Linked DNA regions of Mus musculus: all the other regions are linked to region 1. A link is a contact called in public ChIA-PET and HiChIP or PLAC-seq data. All regions are on one chromosome and are shown on one strand. Each heading gives the region's core, a stretch centred on a gene start, on an enhancer-like site or on the middle of the called end of the contact. The rest is flanking DNA. Distances are from core to core; before and after follow the strand shown. Region 1 holds the start of 1700008O03Rik (RIKEN cDNA 1700008O03 gene). Region 2 holds the start of Nkg7 (natural killer cell group 7 sequence). Region 3 holds the start of Zfp819 (zinc finger protein 819). Region 4 holds the start of Bcl2l12 (BCL2-like 12 (proline rich)). Region 5 holds the start of Klk8 (kallikrein related-peptidase 8).

Evidence for each region. ChIA-PET counts read pairs in DNA pulled down with a chosen protein or histone mark. HiChIP or PLAC-seq counts read pairs in DNA pulled down with a chosen protein or histone mark.
Region 2: a contact with region 1 is called in an RNA polymerase II ChIA-PET map of memory CD8 T cells, with 9 read pairs. The contact joins the promoter of Nkg7 here to the promoter of 1700008O03Rik in region 1. A contact is called at or near these places in 1 of 39 promoter capture datasets (cranial neural crest) and 1 of 115 datasets of contacts at active chromatin or transcription factors (memory CD8 T cells).
Region 3: an H3K27ac HiChIP or PLAC-seq map of extraembryonic endoderm stem cells shows a contact between it and region 1, with 5 times the contacts expected there. The contact joins the promoter of Zfp819 here to the promoter of 1700008O03Rik in region 1. A contact is called at or near these places in 2 of 115 datasets of contacts at active chromatin or transcription factors (embryonic stem cells and extraembryonic endoderm stem cells).
Region 4: an H3K4me3 HiChIP or PLAC-seq map of bone marrow-derived macrophages shows a contact between it and region 1, with 5 times the contacts expected there. The contact joins the promoter of Bcl2l12 here to the promoter of 1700008O03Rik in region 1. A contact is called at or near these places in 2 of 115 datasets of contacts at active chromatin or transcription factors (bone marrow-derived macrophages and embryonic stem cells).
Region 5: a contact with region 1 is called in an H3K4me3 HiChIP or PLAC-seq map of embryonic stem cells, with 7 read pairs. The contact joins the promoter of Klk8 here to the promoter of 1700008O03Rik in region 1. A contact is called at or near these places in 1 of 39 promoter capture datasets (neural stem cells), 2 of 115 datasets of contacts at active chromatin or transcription factors (embryonic stem cells and microglia) and 1 of 9 other capture datasets (adipose tissue).

The regions. Positions count from the first base shown.
Region 1 is chr7:44,373,720-44,376,325 of GRCm38.p6, reverse strand. It overlaps 1700008O03Rik (RIKEN cDNA 1700008O03 gene), which reads left to right and starts at 1,296. Exons shown (of 6, transcript NM_027049.1): 1 at 1,296-1,339; 2 at 1,802-2,003. The coding sequence starts at 1,937. It overlaps Gm39001 (a long non-coding RNA gene), which reads right to left and starts at 1,829. Exons shown (of 2, transcript XR_882056.2): 1 at 1,757-1,829; 2 at 423-802.
Region 2 is chr7:43,435,857-43,438,462 of GRCm38.p6, reverse strand. Nkg7 (natural killer cell group 7 sequence) reads right to left here and starts at 1,325. Exons shown (of 4, transcript NM_024253.4): 1 at 1,003-1,325; 2 at 780-926; 3 at 554-688; 4 at 217-424. The coding sequence starts at 1,159. The coding sequence ends at 366. It overlaps Lim2 (lens intrinsic membrane protein 2), which reads right to left. Exons shown (of 5, transcript NM_177693.4): 5 at 2,467-2,606.
Region 3 is chr7:43,605,840-43,608,445 of GRCm38.p6, reverse strand. Zfp819 (zinc finger protein 819) reads right to left here and starts at 1,277. Exons shown (of 5, transcript NM_028913.3): 1 at 1,172-1,277.
Region 4 is chr7:44,996,281-44,998,886 of GRCm38.p6, reverse strand. Bcl2l12 (BCL2-like 12 (proline rich)) reads left to right here and starts at 1,308. Exons shown (of 7, transcript NM_029410.3): 1 at 1,308-1,424; 2 at 1,895-2,009; 3 at 2,201-2,343. The coding sequence starts at 1,903. It overlaps Irf3 (interferon regulatory factor 3), which reads right to left and starts at 1,239. Exons shown (of 8, transcript NM_016849.4): 1 at 979-1,239; 2 at 10-182. The coding sequence starts at 174.
Region 5 is chr7:43,796,259-43,798,864 of GRCm38.p6, reverse strand. It overlaps Klk8 (kallikrein related-peptidase 8), which reads right to left and starts at 1,288. Exons shown (of 5, transcript NM_008940.3): 1 at 733-1,288; 2 at 82-241. The coding sequence starts at 802. It overlaps Klk9 (kallikrein related-peptidase 9), which reads right to left. Exons shown (of 5, transcript NM_028660.3): 5 at 2,109-2,606.

The DNA of each region.
Region 1 (2,606 bases), core at 47-2,546:
ATTCATTCATTCACTCATTCAATGCATATGTCTCTGGGCAGTGAAAGTGAGGGCTTAGGTGTTCCTGTGACCATGGCAGTCAAAAATGCTCCTTGTCCTACAGAGATGGAACTGGAAAAGATGGCTGAATGAGAGAAAGGGAAGGTCCAGGGACAGGGTCCCTGTCTTACTTTCTTTGTCCCCAGTTGAGTTTGCCACAGGGACCTTGCCTCCCCATCATTAAGTCTCTCTGCTTCACCTGGGCTCAGCCTGGTTCCAGGGAGTCTTCCTAACACACAGCAGAGTAGTTGCATTGTGTACACAGGACTCATGTTCAAATCCCCGAACCCCATGTATGCTGGCGCCCACCCAGGATTGTGTGCATTGGAGGATGTACACATACCCAGAAGAAATGTTGGAAATCATGGTTACAGAAGACTGAATGAGACCATTGAAGTGTATGAGCTTTTTAAGTGGCCAGTAACAGCCAGGCATAGCGGGGCACAACTTTAATTTCAGCACTAAGGAAGCAGAGGGGGCCAACTGTATGTAGGCCAGCCTGGTCTGCATAGTAAGTTCAAGGGGGGTGGGGTGGGGGTGCGGGTACATAGTGAGCACTGTGTTGAAAAAACACTAAAAACCAATCCCCCTCCCCAAAGCAAAACAACCAATCAAAACCAGCTAAATTGATCAAAGTTTAGGTTTCTCAATTTCTAACAAAAAATTGAGAGCTTCAGGCACAGCTGGATCCAGCCAGGCGGTCTTTCCTTCATCTTTGCCTTCTGGCAAGTTCCGAATCTACAAGGTAACACCGTGGCGACGCCTGCCCTTAAAGAAAGAGAAAGAGACTCCTAGCTGTGCTCCAGAATCGGGACTGATTTGTAAATTAGCTCAGAAAGCCACAGTGACAACAAAGACCACCTGGGAAGGGAGCTTGGGGACTCTATTGTCAGAAGGGGCGTGGTGACACATTCCTAACATTTCTGACTCTGGAAGGCAAGGGCCTGCCTGGATAAGGGACTGAGTTCAAGACCAGACCGGGATACATAGGCAGTTATTAAGAGGGAGAAACAGGCTACAAAAAGTGAGCCTGTGGATGCATAGACGAGACAGCTAAAGGGTTTTACAGCCTCCTCGCCTCACAGGTCCGAACTCACAAAGGATAGTCTACCCGGCACCTGCCTGCAGAAAGCCCCCAAGCCTGGCACCCAATGACACTTTTCTCACGTTCAGGAATAAGAGCCCCAGCCTTGCTCTCACATTGGGCACCATGGTAACCAGACCCTGCCTACCGTCCCCTCCCCCCTAGAGAACTCAGTTTCTGTTTGTCTCCAGGAGTCTAGCCGGTGCTGAGCAGAGGGCAAGTGGGCTCAGAGAGGGGAAGAGAGAAGGGCGAGGTGGTGGGAGTGGAAGCTGAAGCAGCTATGGAAGAGAGACTGAGGAATGGGCCTGGGAGAAGGGGAACGGGAAATAGGGAGGCTCAGAGAGGGTGACAAGATTGGTGAAGGACTGCAATGAGGAGGGGGCAATCCAGGGGGCTGGGGAGGTGCTGGGGAAGCTGATGGAGAAAAAGACCAGGGAGGTGGGACAGAGGGCAGAGACTTCTGGGAGAAATGTGGAGGACAACTGGGAAAGGGGGTTTAGAGGGAGGCAGACAGAGAATTGTGAAAACCGGGGACAGGGATGGTTCAGGAGGGCTGAAGAAAGAGAAGCCATGAGACAGGAAGAGATGGAGACGGAAGTAGAGTTGCAGGGAAACAGGAGGTGGGGCGCACACCGAGTCCCGGAGGTTAGGGGAAAGCGTGTGTCCTTGTGGTCTCAGCCTTCCAGTTCCGTGTTTGTCCCTCGTGGTTTCAAAGAGCAAGAAGCAGAAGTCCAGGAAAAGAGCTGCGCTGTGTGGCCCAGTGCGAGCATCTCGCCCCATCTTTCTGGACTTCCCCAGACCCGCTTCTCCAGGATGCAGCCAGAGGTGGAGCCTTTAATCTCCCCCAACCTGGGCGCCCCTGGCTCACACAGGGAGACAGGTGAGCAGGTCTGGGGGCCGGCGAACCGGCATTCCCACACTGTTGGTCCTCGAGCCTAGAACTACATTTCCCAGGAGCCCCTGCCTTTCTCTGGCTGATACTCTGGGTACAGAACTGCATTGCCCTTGGGGGTTCTGCAAGTCTCTGGCCAGTGTGGGAAGCCTCAAACCACATCTCTCAGAAGCTGTTGCAGTCCCCCTGCTAATAATTCTCTGAGCTCATACTACTTTTCCCAAGAGGCTCCCTTGCCAATATTCTGAAATCAAAACTACATTTCCCAGAAGGCCTTGCAGATCTCTAGCAAAGACTCTGCGGGTCCCTGGTCAGTATTCTGGGTCCAGAACTACATTTCCCACCAGCCTCTGCAGTTACCGGGCTCATTAATAATCTTTTAACAAGAAGTGCTGCAGCTATCTGAACGTAACTTCTGGGCCCCAAACTACATATCCCATGAGACACTTGCAGTTCCCTAGCCAACACTCAGATTTAGAACTCTGTTCCCCTCACCCTCTGCAGTTCCCTGGCACATACCCTCGGTTTACAAAGAATTTACCATGAAATGCTGCAGTGTCGTTCCCCCCTCCTCCGCCCCCCGCTAATATT
Region 2 (2,606 bases), core at 76-2,575, 940 kb after region 1:
GTCTCTATAACTGAGCCATCATCCCAGCCCTCTTGTTTAGCTTTGTACCTTGAGGTAGGGTCTCACTACGTTGCCTTAGCTGGCCTTGAACTCTCTATGTTGCCCAGGCAGACTTTGAAGTTGTGATGCTCCTTGCTCCAGCCACCTGAGTAACTGGGATGAGAAGCCTGGCTCGGTTTATGTCTTGGCTAAACTGATCTTGGAACAATAAGATCTCAAGCATGCTTCTTTATTGAGTGTGTGAAGAAACCAATGAAGGATAAGGCAAGGTGGGAGGGACAGAGACAGAATTCTGCATTCCTTTTGTAGCTCCTGAGAGGACAGGCTCCAAACATCCTGATGACCCTGCTGTCCTTGGCTGCTGTTCACAAGGTTTCATACTCAGCCCGACGGGTTCTACAGTGAGCACCCAGGCTCAGGCAGCCTGGTGTGGAGAGAAAGCGGGGGAGGGGGAGGGGGGCAGGGAGCAGAGATTAAGTACTTGAGTGCCCTGCACTGCCCTGCGCCAGCCCCCATCGTGGTCCTCCCCCAGGGAGGTGGGCTGAGTAGTCACCTGCAAAGAGGAAGAGGATGAAGGAGACCCAGCCTAGGTAGAAGGACCAGGAGAAGAATGTCTGGACTTGAGAAAATGGAGTCTGGCTCCATCTCATACTGGTGTACACTGCCATAGCCACTAATATGGAGAGAGCTGGGGACAAGAACAAGAGACAGCTGAGCCAGCTTGGCCCCTGCAGGATTCACCAGTCTAGGTGTCCCAACAGCCCAGATCCCATTCATACCTGCAGAAAAAGCCATGACAGTTGAGACCAGAGGGCCACGGCCGGGAGCAGACAGGGCTGGGATGCAAGACAGAACCAGGAAGCTCACAGACACCAGGCCCCACAGGACAGCCAGGATACAGAAGCTCTGTGTCACATGGATATAACCTAAGGAAGATGATGTTTCTGAGTGTCTGTTTCCCACTGGACATTCCCACCACCAAAGAGCCCATTGCCCCTTTACCTGCTACTTGAGTCTCTTGGCTTGTTGGCCAGAGGCCAGAGTGGGCAGAGAAGTGAGGACCTGTGGCCACTATCCAGAAATCAGTGGTCAGAGCAATCAGAGAAGAAGTCAGGCCCAGAGAGCCAGCAAACAGGGCCAGGGACCGGCAGGGCTCCATGGACACAGCTCTGGGTTTCCACTTCTTAGGGGACAAAGACACAGATGACCCAGACTGTTGGCTCTTAGAAAAAGAAAAAGGCCATGCACCCGAATTCCTCGTCTTCTGAGCCAGAGAAGCAGCTAGCAAGCAGCGGCTTTGTCCAGGAGTCCTCTGTCTGATCTGATTCTTCTCACACCTTCCCTACCCCCTCCCTTCCTGAGTGGTTTGGCCTCCCCTCTTCGATTGGCTCCTCTCCTCCTATGTGGTAGGGGTGGGCCCTGCAGAAGCCTTTACTTGCTTGCAGCTCTGGGGGTATCTACCCTCGTGTTCTAGGTAGTGGTTTAGACTGTTGTCACAGGTTCTGCACAGGTTCTCCACAGTTGGAGACAACTGGTTTCCTGGAAGACCTTGGGGGTGGGGTGGGACTTGAGGGGGTGCCCAGAGGTGGGAGGTGGGCTAATCATACTAGGGTGTGAATTAACTGAAAGGGGAGATGTGGCTGAGGAAACAGTTGTGTCACACTTTCCTGTGGTTTTTACACTCTGAGACTCTAGCATTAGAGTTTCCAACAGTAAAGGGGCAGTGGGGTCAAAACACCAGTCCCATAGGAAGAAGGACTTGAGTCGGTGGGAGCAGAGATTCCACATTCCTAGTCAAAGCTTCTGTCCAGGACAGACAGGATTCCAAAAAGCTTGAAGAGGAGACGACCTTCCCACATCCTCATCACGCAGATAGAGGGAGAAGTCATCACACCTGGGTTGGACCCTCCAGCATAGGCGTCTTAGCACCAAGATGAGGGTGTCTGGGGAAGTGGAAGACAAAGTGACACTTCTGGGTCCTCTGCCTCAGGTCCTCCAGTAGTGGGCAACAGCTCCTCTACAGGCAAGCACAAAAGTGTTTCCGCCATCTCTTGATGCAATGACATAGGTCTGCCTCCCCAACACTCAAGAGATCTGAGGCTGAGGGATCATGAGTTTAAGGCTAGCTTGGGCTCCATGAGACCCTGTCCTTCCAAAAATTAAAATAAAACAGAGAGAGGAGTAGAGCTGTGTGTGCTGTCTCGGGTGAAGGGGCCAATCCAGGGACTGGGGGGGGGGGTAAAGAATTGTCTGGAGCATAGGTGGGTGAGGAGCAGGTAAGCTTTGTTCAACCTATTATCCTAACGTCCATTTCTAGACATTAAACCATGGCTATCTCCTAGGTAAGGAGCCATTTGTCTTGTTCTCATCCCTGATAATGGAAGAATGAGGCTACCATATCAAACCTTCTTGCCCCGCCCTGCCCCAGTCCGATTCTTACCAAACCAGCCCTTTGAAGAAGCACACTTTGACAGTTTCACATCAGTTTTATTAGATCACCAAATGTCTCTCTAAAGGAGCTTCCATTTTCTACCGCCCCTCAGGGCAGGTGGGGGCTTATGTCTTCTCAACTCCCTCCCACTTGACCCTACTTTTCCTCCCCACAC
Region 3 (2,606 bases), core at 28-2,527, 770 kb after region 1:
AGGATCCCATATAACTGTGTCCCCTGACTACTCGGCCAATTAAGCAAAAGACAAAAAACAAACAAACAAACAAACAAAAACAAACACAACAACAACAAAAACCTTTAAATTTCTGGGAACTCCCAAGCTACACCACACATTCAGGAAGCAGAAGCAGGAGGATGGCTGCCAAGTTTGAGACCAGCTTGGGCTACTTAAGTAAACCTCTTTAGTCTAGACTTCTGCTTGAGAAAGTTCAAACTAGCCACAGAAGAAGAAGTAACCCCAGTCAGTCATGGAGATTCAAGAGATCAAGAATTGCCTGTCAAGAAGTTTACATAACAAAGCTGTCTGGCAGGGTGTGGCGTCTCCTCCCGATTACCATAGGAGGTAGTACGGGCTGGATCCTAGAAAGAGGAGGCTAGGGTGCTAGGTACTGCCCAAGGAGGCTAATTTGAACTGCCCCCTCCTCTCTGCTTTTCACCATGACTAGCTTAGTCTTTTCAATAGGAGTACTAGACCATGGCCAACCTGTCGGGGCTGCAGAAGACCAATCACTTTCCCTAAAACTTATTTACAGCACCACCCTGCTCAACTGCCCATCACACATCCTTGCCATGTTCATAGGGGTCCCATGGCCATCACGGACTCACCCACATACCTTCAAGGACTCCAATATTCATTCTGGTAATTAGAAAGCTCCAAATGTTTTTTCTTTCTCAGCACCAGCTCCCCTTTGGGAAATATTAGGGAAATGGCCCAAAGATCGGGTCCCCAGCACCTGAACAAAGGCTCCTCTCCCAGTTCTGCGGGCTCGAGCCCACAGCTACGAGCTGTGAAGATCGTTCCATCCCTTCTATCAATTCTGACACTGCTTAGGCTTGGACAGACCAAGGATGCTGAAGCCCCAGTGTAAGTCAAAACCACGAATACACTCATTTTCCATCTTTACTCACTTTTTCGCCTCTCACATGCCAGTGTCTGATCCGGACTCCAGCCAGTCATGGTCTAAAGCAAACACTCCCAGTTATGCAAGCAGCACGGTCGCCCTCACAGACTCACCAGTCCCAGGTTCACAGTAGCCGGCTCCAACGCCACCCTCGACCCTGCTCTCCCGACCCCCACAGGACGCCCACCCCAGCTACGCACCGGCACCCCCCTACAGCTGCCTCAGTCATCACTCAACACAAACCAGCGCTCAGCAGCCAGCATCCTTCCTGCGCAGCCACTTCAGAGAGCTCTGCACGCGGCACGCCGGGTGGACGCTGAGGATTCCCCAGTGTTCAGAATCCAAACTCCCGCGGCGTCCTGGTAACGATAACAACTAACCACGTGACGATCTAAGCGGAAATGGACGCTCTAGGACACACCTACTTAAAATGAACTTCACCTCAGCCACTTTTCTGGCGGAAATCGGTATTGCCCATATACCCTATCGCTTGCAAGCACTAAAGTTGTGTTGCGCATGCCTACCATCACGTGCGAAGATACTCTTTGCCAATAATTATAACGGTGTACACTCTGCCACTACCACCACCCACGCGCCACTCCCATATTGTTATGGCTATGTCCATATTTCAATTATGCGAAAGTCATCATCAGAGTACTTCATTTCCGTACATCCATGGATCATGTGGAATGTCACAGACTAAAAGTCTGAGGCTCCTTAGTCACGAATTTAAGAGACATTTATATTGCATATTCCTAAAAAAATTTCTCCATGTTTTCACACGGACTTAAGACTTTTCTTCTAGTTTTCTAAAACTTGAAAACTAGGAAGAGTTATTGGGAAATGGGAAGTGAAGCCATATGGAACATTAAAGATCTGAAATGAGCCTTCTTGCGAACCAAAAATGAATGTTAGCCCCACCTACCCAGGGACCGGTAACTTCTTGGAATATTGGGAATTGTAGTTCTTTTTGTTGTTGTTTTGGTTTTTTTTTTTTTTTTTTCCCAAGACAGGGTTTCTCTGTGTATCCCTGGCTGTCCTGAAACTCTCTCTGTAGACTAGGCTGGCCTCGAACTCAGAAATCCGCCTGTTCTGGGATTAAAGACCTGCGCCATCACACTGGACTTGGGAATTGTAGTTCTTGGAAAATATCAACCTTCTCATGGCAAAGTACATGGCCTATAGGTTTGTTCTTATAAACGCCTGCAACACGTGGCTGGAGACTGGGAAATTTCAGGGAATGTTTCTGACCTAAGTCCATTTTTGTGTCAGTATTTAATATTTAATGAAGCTTGCTTTAAATTTGGCCCAAAAGCTGGAATTGGTTTTTCTCTGACGAATCTCAGGATTAACACATCCTTGGAACATGTCATGCTTCCCTGAGGAAAAGTATCTATTCTCACTTACAGGTAGAATTTAAAAACGAAATAAAACAGAAATAAACAAACAACAATAACAGCAGCTACAACGGCCAGTGCATAATAGAAACAGTGTTGAACTGGCTGGCGAGGAGGAAAACAAGGATAGGGAGAGGCCAAGCAGCAGCATGTGGGGACGACATGCAGGGACAATTTACAGAGTGAATGACTTGGCCTGATTCAAGGGTCTGAAAGAGATCAGAAAGCCCTGCAAAGTCAAGGATCATATTACCACTCACCCAACATTTGCCCACTATGAG
Region 4 (2,606 bases), core at 59-2,558, 620 kb before region 1:
CCCCAGCACCTGGAAGATGCCAAAGTCAGCCATCTGTGCGTCCTGCCGTAGGCCATGCTTCCACGGGATCCTGAACCTCGTTCGGCTCTCGTCCAGCCAGGCCACGCCTTCCAGCTGCCCCAGGTCCAGCTGTGACACCAGCCAGGGCAAAATCCGCGGTTTCGGGGTTTCCATGCTCTAGCCTGCGCACCACAGGACAGTTCCTGAGCCTGTCTGTCACGGGGCAAATGCACTCAAACCTCTCCGACCCGCCACAACACAGGTCTTCCTTCACCATTGTGTACAAACGGGAAACTCCTTCCCACCTTTCCAAATCCAACGGGACCGCCTCTCCTACCCCCCAGAGTCTTCTATATGAACTCTACCCATAGGTTCCTTCCCTTTTCTAAATGTAAACTCCTATTATCCAAAGCTGGCACCCTATTTCAAGAGTGGAGTCCTCTTTCCCTCGTCTTTAAAGGATCCTAACTGCTCTCACAACCGCCTCACCCTTGCAGAAAACCCTTACTCATTTCCAGAGTCTTTTCCCAGGTGCTGTCGCTTCTTCTGTTTTTTTGTTTTTTGTTCCTATATTGTTTTTACGGATGTTTGAGACAGGGTCTTAGTATGTAGCATAGGCTGTCCTTGAACTTGCTATGTAGCCAAGGCTGGTCTTCAACTCACTCTGTGGCCCTGGCTGGCCTCGAATGCACTCTGTAACCCAGGCTACCCTCAAACTTATTCAGTAGCTCAGGCTGGTCTTCAAATCGCTTAACCCATGTTGGTCTGGCGCTCATTCTGTCGTCCAGCCTGGCCTGGAGCTCACTGGCCTTGAACTTACAGCAATCTTTACTGCCTCCAGCCTGGATGCTGAGACTGCAGGCTTCCGTCTACAACGCGTGGCCATTCTGCTTTTCGGTAGCCGAGCTTCTGAGCGACAGGTTTGCCCGATCCTGCGCCCTGAGGCCGCCACCCTCCCGGCTCTTCCGCGTTACCTACCAGGGGAGGAATTGGGCGCCCGTGCGGCGCGGGTGCCAGCAGTGGTTTTGGGGCTCCCAAACAGTAGTTCTGAGACTCGCAGCCACGCAACCCCCTTCTTTGTCAGCTAAGCCTCCGAGCGCTGGGACTTCCTTTTCTAACGATATTTTGAGATATAAAAAGTTTTTCTCAACATTGACGAAATAAAGTCAAGAAATCCCGGAGCGCACTTCGGCTTAGCAGGCCTAACTCCCTCAAATGCCCTTTTTTGGCCTTCCGCCTACAGGCATGCTGGGAACGCCATATGCAAATGACCGCAAAAGAAGGCTCCACCCCTTCGACGTTGGGGCGGTTGCCGTGTCGGCCCAGTGCGCAGGCGTGGGAAAGTTGAACTTCCGAAGTAAAAGTTTGTAGAAATTGTGAGAAAGCGTGTACGCCAGTGCGACGGGGACACAACCGCGAGCCAGGTGAGCTGGGTGCCAGGGAGGGGACAGGGTTGCAGGAAAGGCCACAGCCAGTCCTGCCAAGCTGTGACTTCCAAGCACCCGGGGTCTCCCGGTGCACGCCAGAGGTAAAATTGGAACTACATCTCCCAGCAGACTGCTCGGTGAAAAGTGGGGAAATCGGACCAGCGTTTGCCGCAAAGCATACTAGGATTAGTAGTTCCCTATTCTCTACGGTCTTCGAGCCTTCTTTGGCGCTGCTAGCTGAGAGGGAACTCCAAACCCCCTTCCCGCTCCTTCCTGCAAGAGTTCAAGCACTCATTTACCTCCTTTCTTAGACTCAGTAATTCAGACCGTTTCTCCTCAACTGAATCAACTGCCCCACTGGCCCTTAAAAACCACCTTTTCCTTGGAGTTAGGCGCCCTCTTCATTCAGTGATTCAGAAGTTTGAGTTATCCCTGCACTTGGGTGCATCCTCTGTCTTCTGCCTCAGGTACCCCCATGGCCGGCTCTGAAGAGTTGGGTCTCCGAGAGGACACACTGAAGGTTCTGACGGCCTTCCTTAAGCGCGGTGAAGTCGCTGGGTCCCCTGTCCCAACTCCACCCAGGTGAGTTCCACTCCCCCAGCGTCAGCCTTTGATGGGAAGATCTTCCTGAGTCTTGTGGTCCAAACCTATCTACTCCCATCAGACCTAACTCCATGTGCCTGGGCTGAGTTTCAAGAGTGATCTTCCATGAAAGGATGAAGGGATCACTTGCCCAGACCCCTTCGGGATAACTCCGAGGTTCTTGTCCCTAGGAGTCCTGCCCAAGAGGAGACAACAGATTTCCTGAGCCGCCTCCGAAGATGCCTCCCTTGTCCCCTGGGGAGAGGAGCTCCCCCCACGGAGTCCTCTAGGCCCCACTTCCTTCCCCTCCGCCCCTGCTATGGTTCCGAGCCTGGTAAGAGATTTATTCAGGTCACTTGTGAAACTTTCAGGGCTAGGAGTTTTGGTTCCAAAAAATCCAGACAGGACCCATTATAAAGTCAACACGGTTCAGCTTCAGCACAAGCCATAACCATTTCAAGTCTTTGTCACACCTCTTTCTAGCGGGTAAGTGTAAGTGTTTGTGCTTGGATAGGAGGTACCCTGGGGCTCCAAAGCCCGGGAAGCATGCAGCTCTGAAGGGAGAAGGGGTCCCAGTGCAAGGGATGCCTGAGACTG
Region 5 (2,606 bases), core at 39-2,538, 580 kb after region 1:
TTAACTTCCTCCTCTTCCTCAAACAGAGCCCTGAGCCTCTTCCCTCCAGGTCCACCCACATGTGCCCAGCCCTTCACTCACTGTTTTTTGCAGTGGGCTGCCGTGAGGACCCATCTGTCTCCAACCAGGACACCCCCACAGATCAGTCTCTCGCCCTGGAACAAGGCTGCCTGCCAAGGCTGGGAGTGGGGTATACACTCTCGACCTTCCAGGATCTTGGAGCCCTGAGCTCTGGTGAGCCCTGCATCAGGAAGGAGAAGGGTGGGTCGCCACCCTCGATGTCAGAGCCCCAGCCAGGAAAGCCACTGTGGGTTCAAATGGACACACAGGCCAGTTCCTCTGCGGACCGTCTCTTATGCCTTCAACAGATAAGTTTCCAGCATCCATTGGAACATGGCCACATGTAAGTTCACTGAGACCTGAGAATAATCAACACTAGGCACAGCCCTCACCATGCTTCCACGCACGTCTACACGAGTTCTAGACATCCCCACACCAAATTCAGCTTTGTCTGACAGGCAATAAGAATCTCTTCCGCAGCCATGCATCTATGGGAAACTCAACCCACTTCCTCACCACTGAGTTGCTATCTCTACTCGCTACCAAGAAAGCTCCCCGGTCCCCAAGCCCACCACAGGCACCCACACACCCACGTGTCAGAAGGAACTCACTCAGAGTCCAGTAACCCCTACCCCACTGAAGGCCCTGGGTGGTGGGACCTGTTCCTCTCACCTGCCCACGCTCCCATGAACAGAAGCAGAAGGATCCACGGCTGGATTGCACAGGGTGGGGGGCGTCCCATGGTGGCCTCTGAGGAAGAGGGTGGAACTAAGAGGAAGTCCGAGGGAGGAGCCTGAGATCTTGTTGTCTGGGGAACTGGGGGAAGGAGGTGTTTCCGGAGCTGTCTTGAGTCTTGCTGGAGGATGGAGCTAGGGGCTGAGAAAGCTAGGGCAGAGCTCTAGATCCCCGAATTTTAGTGTGGGGGAGAGCTTGCTGTTGGGGATCCAGACATTATAAAGGAGTTCTGGCCCACTTGTGAGATTGGAGAGAAAGATCTGAGGCTGTGACTCCAACGTCCTGGGGAAGAGGGAGCTTAAGAGACCCGCTTGAAGATCCTGAGAGAAAGAATGTGAGCCTGGGGGTGGGAGGGTCCTGGGCTCAGAGAAAGGGGACCTCCCTGCGCCTGAGGTCCGTGTCTGGGGACCTCTGCGCCTCACCTTCCAGAATGCAAGGGGCGGGGTCACTCGGACTCGGTGGAAGAGGCCCCCGGACTTCCCTTCGGTGTGTCGGGTACAAGATTTTGCAGCCTTTTAACGAGGAAGCCCCGCCCACGGCCCCGCCTTCTGCCCGCACCTTGCTGCGGTGCGGCTGAACCCGCAAGCGCTCGAGGAGGGGCACGGGCTGGAGTGACTTTAGGAGGAGGGACTGGAGCCTCGGAAACCGAGGTGAGGACTAGAGGGGCAGTGCACCGACCCCCGGGGTAGAACGGAAGAGATGGGTCGGAGGGAGGCAACTGGAACCTGGGCTCGTGGGCCTGATGGAGGAGGGCTGGTATTTGGATATCTTGGTCTGAGAGAGAAGGAACAAAGCCTGGACCCGAGTCTGAGGGAGAAAAGTGAAAGCTTGAATCCCCGAGTCCGAGGGAAGTGAGTTGGGGTTTGAATACCTCATCTGAACCCCTGGATTTAAGGGAGGAGCTCTGATTTAGACTTCGGAGTTGGAGGGTGGAGGTTGAATCTGAAGAAGGACTGGGGTGTTCTGCAGGGTCTGAAGAAGCAGGGGGCTGGAATTAAGTTCTCTGTCCTTAATGAAGGATGGGCTTGAAACTGAATTTTGTGAAAATTGGGAAAGGCGGTGTTCTGGTTGGGGACTTTGAGGGCGGGTCAGGAACCAGCCCGGGGCATCTGGGTAGGCAGGTTAGGGTGGCGCTGTAACCTGGTTTCCCCTTCCTCCCAGGGCGGCGGGACCAGCCCTGGCTGAAGTCCCAAGGTGCTGCAATAAGCTTGTTGTTAAGGTTGCAGAGGTTCGGCCGGAGCAGGTTCGTTCATTTACCCTTTCCTCCCAACCTGTGCGCACCCTGTATCCCACATTACAGGCGACAGGAAGTGATCGTTCCTATGGTTTATTCTGATTCACCTGGGGGCTCTAGAGAGATCAATGCTCCCATCATCCTATGTCAAGAGTCAGACCCAAAACACACTCGGAGCAGAACCCAGAGCTGTTTGAGGTCCACGTGCGCAGAATAGGCGCAGTCCTAGCGTGACTAGGAGTGGGGACAAATGGGATGGAGTCCAGAGAAGAAATCCTATTGGGTGAAATATGAAGGGTTGCAGCAGCTATTTAGGGAAAGATATTTCTTGGCGGTGATCCTGAGGGTTGGGCTATTCCAGAGAATGGTGATTAAAATGGTGTAGCATGGGCCAGGAGCAAAGGAGGTGTGTCTCAGTTGGTTTTTTTTTTTTTTTTGAAGGGGCGTGGTTTTATTATAATTGTTTTGCCTGGGAGCAGACCCCAAGAGGGAAGATGACCTAAGTGGGAGGAGTCTTCGGGGGAGACTAAGGAGTGAAGTCTGAGGGTCCGAAGTCTGAGAGGGCGGAGTTTCATCA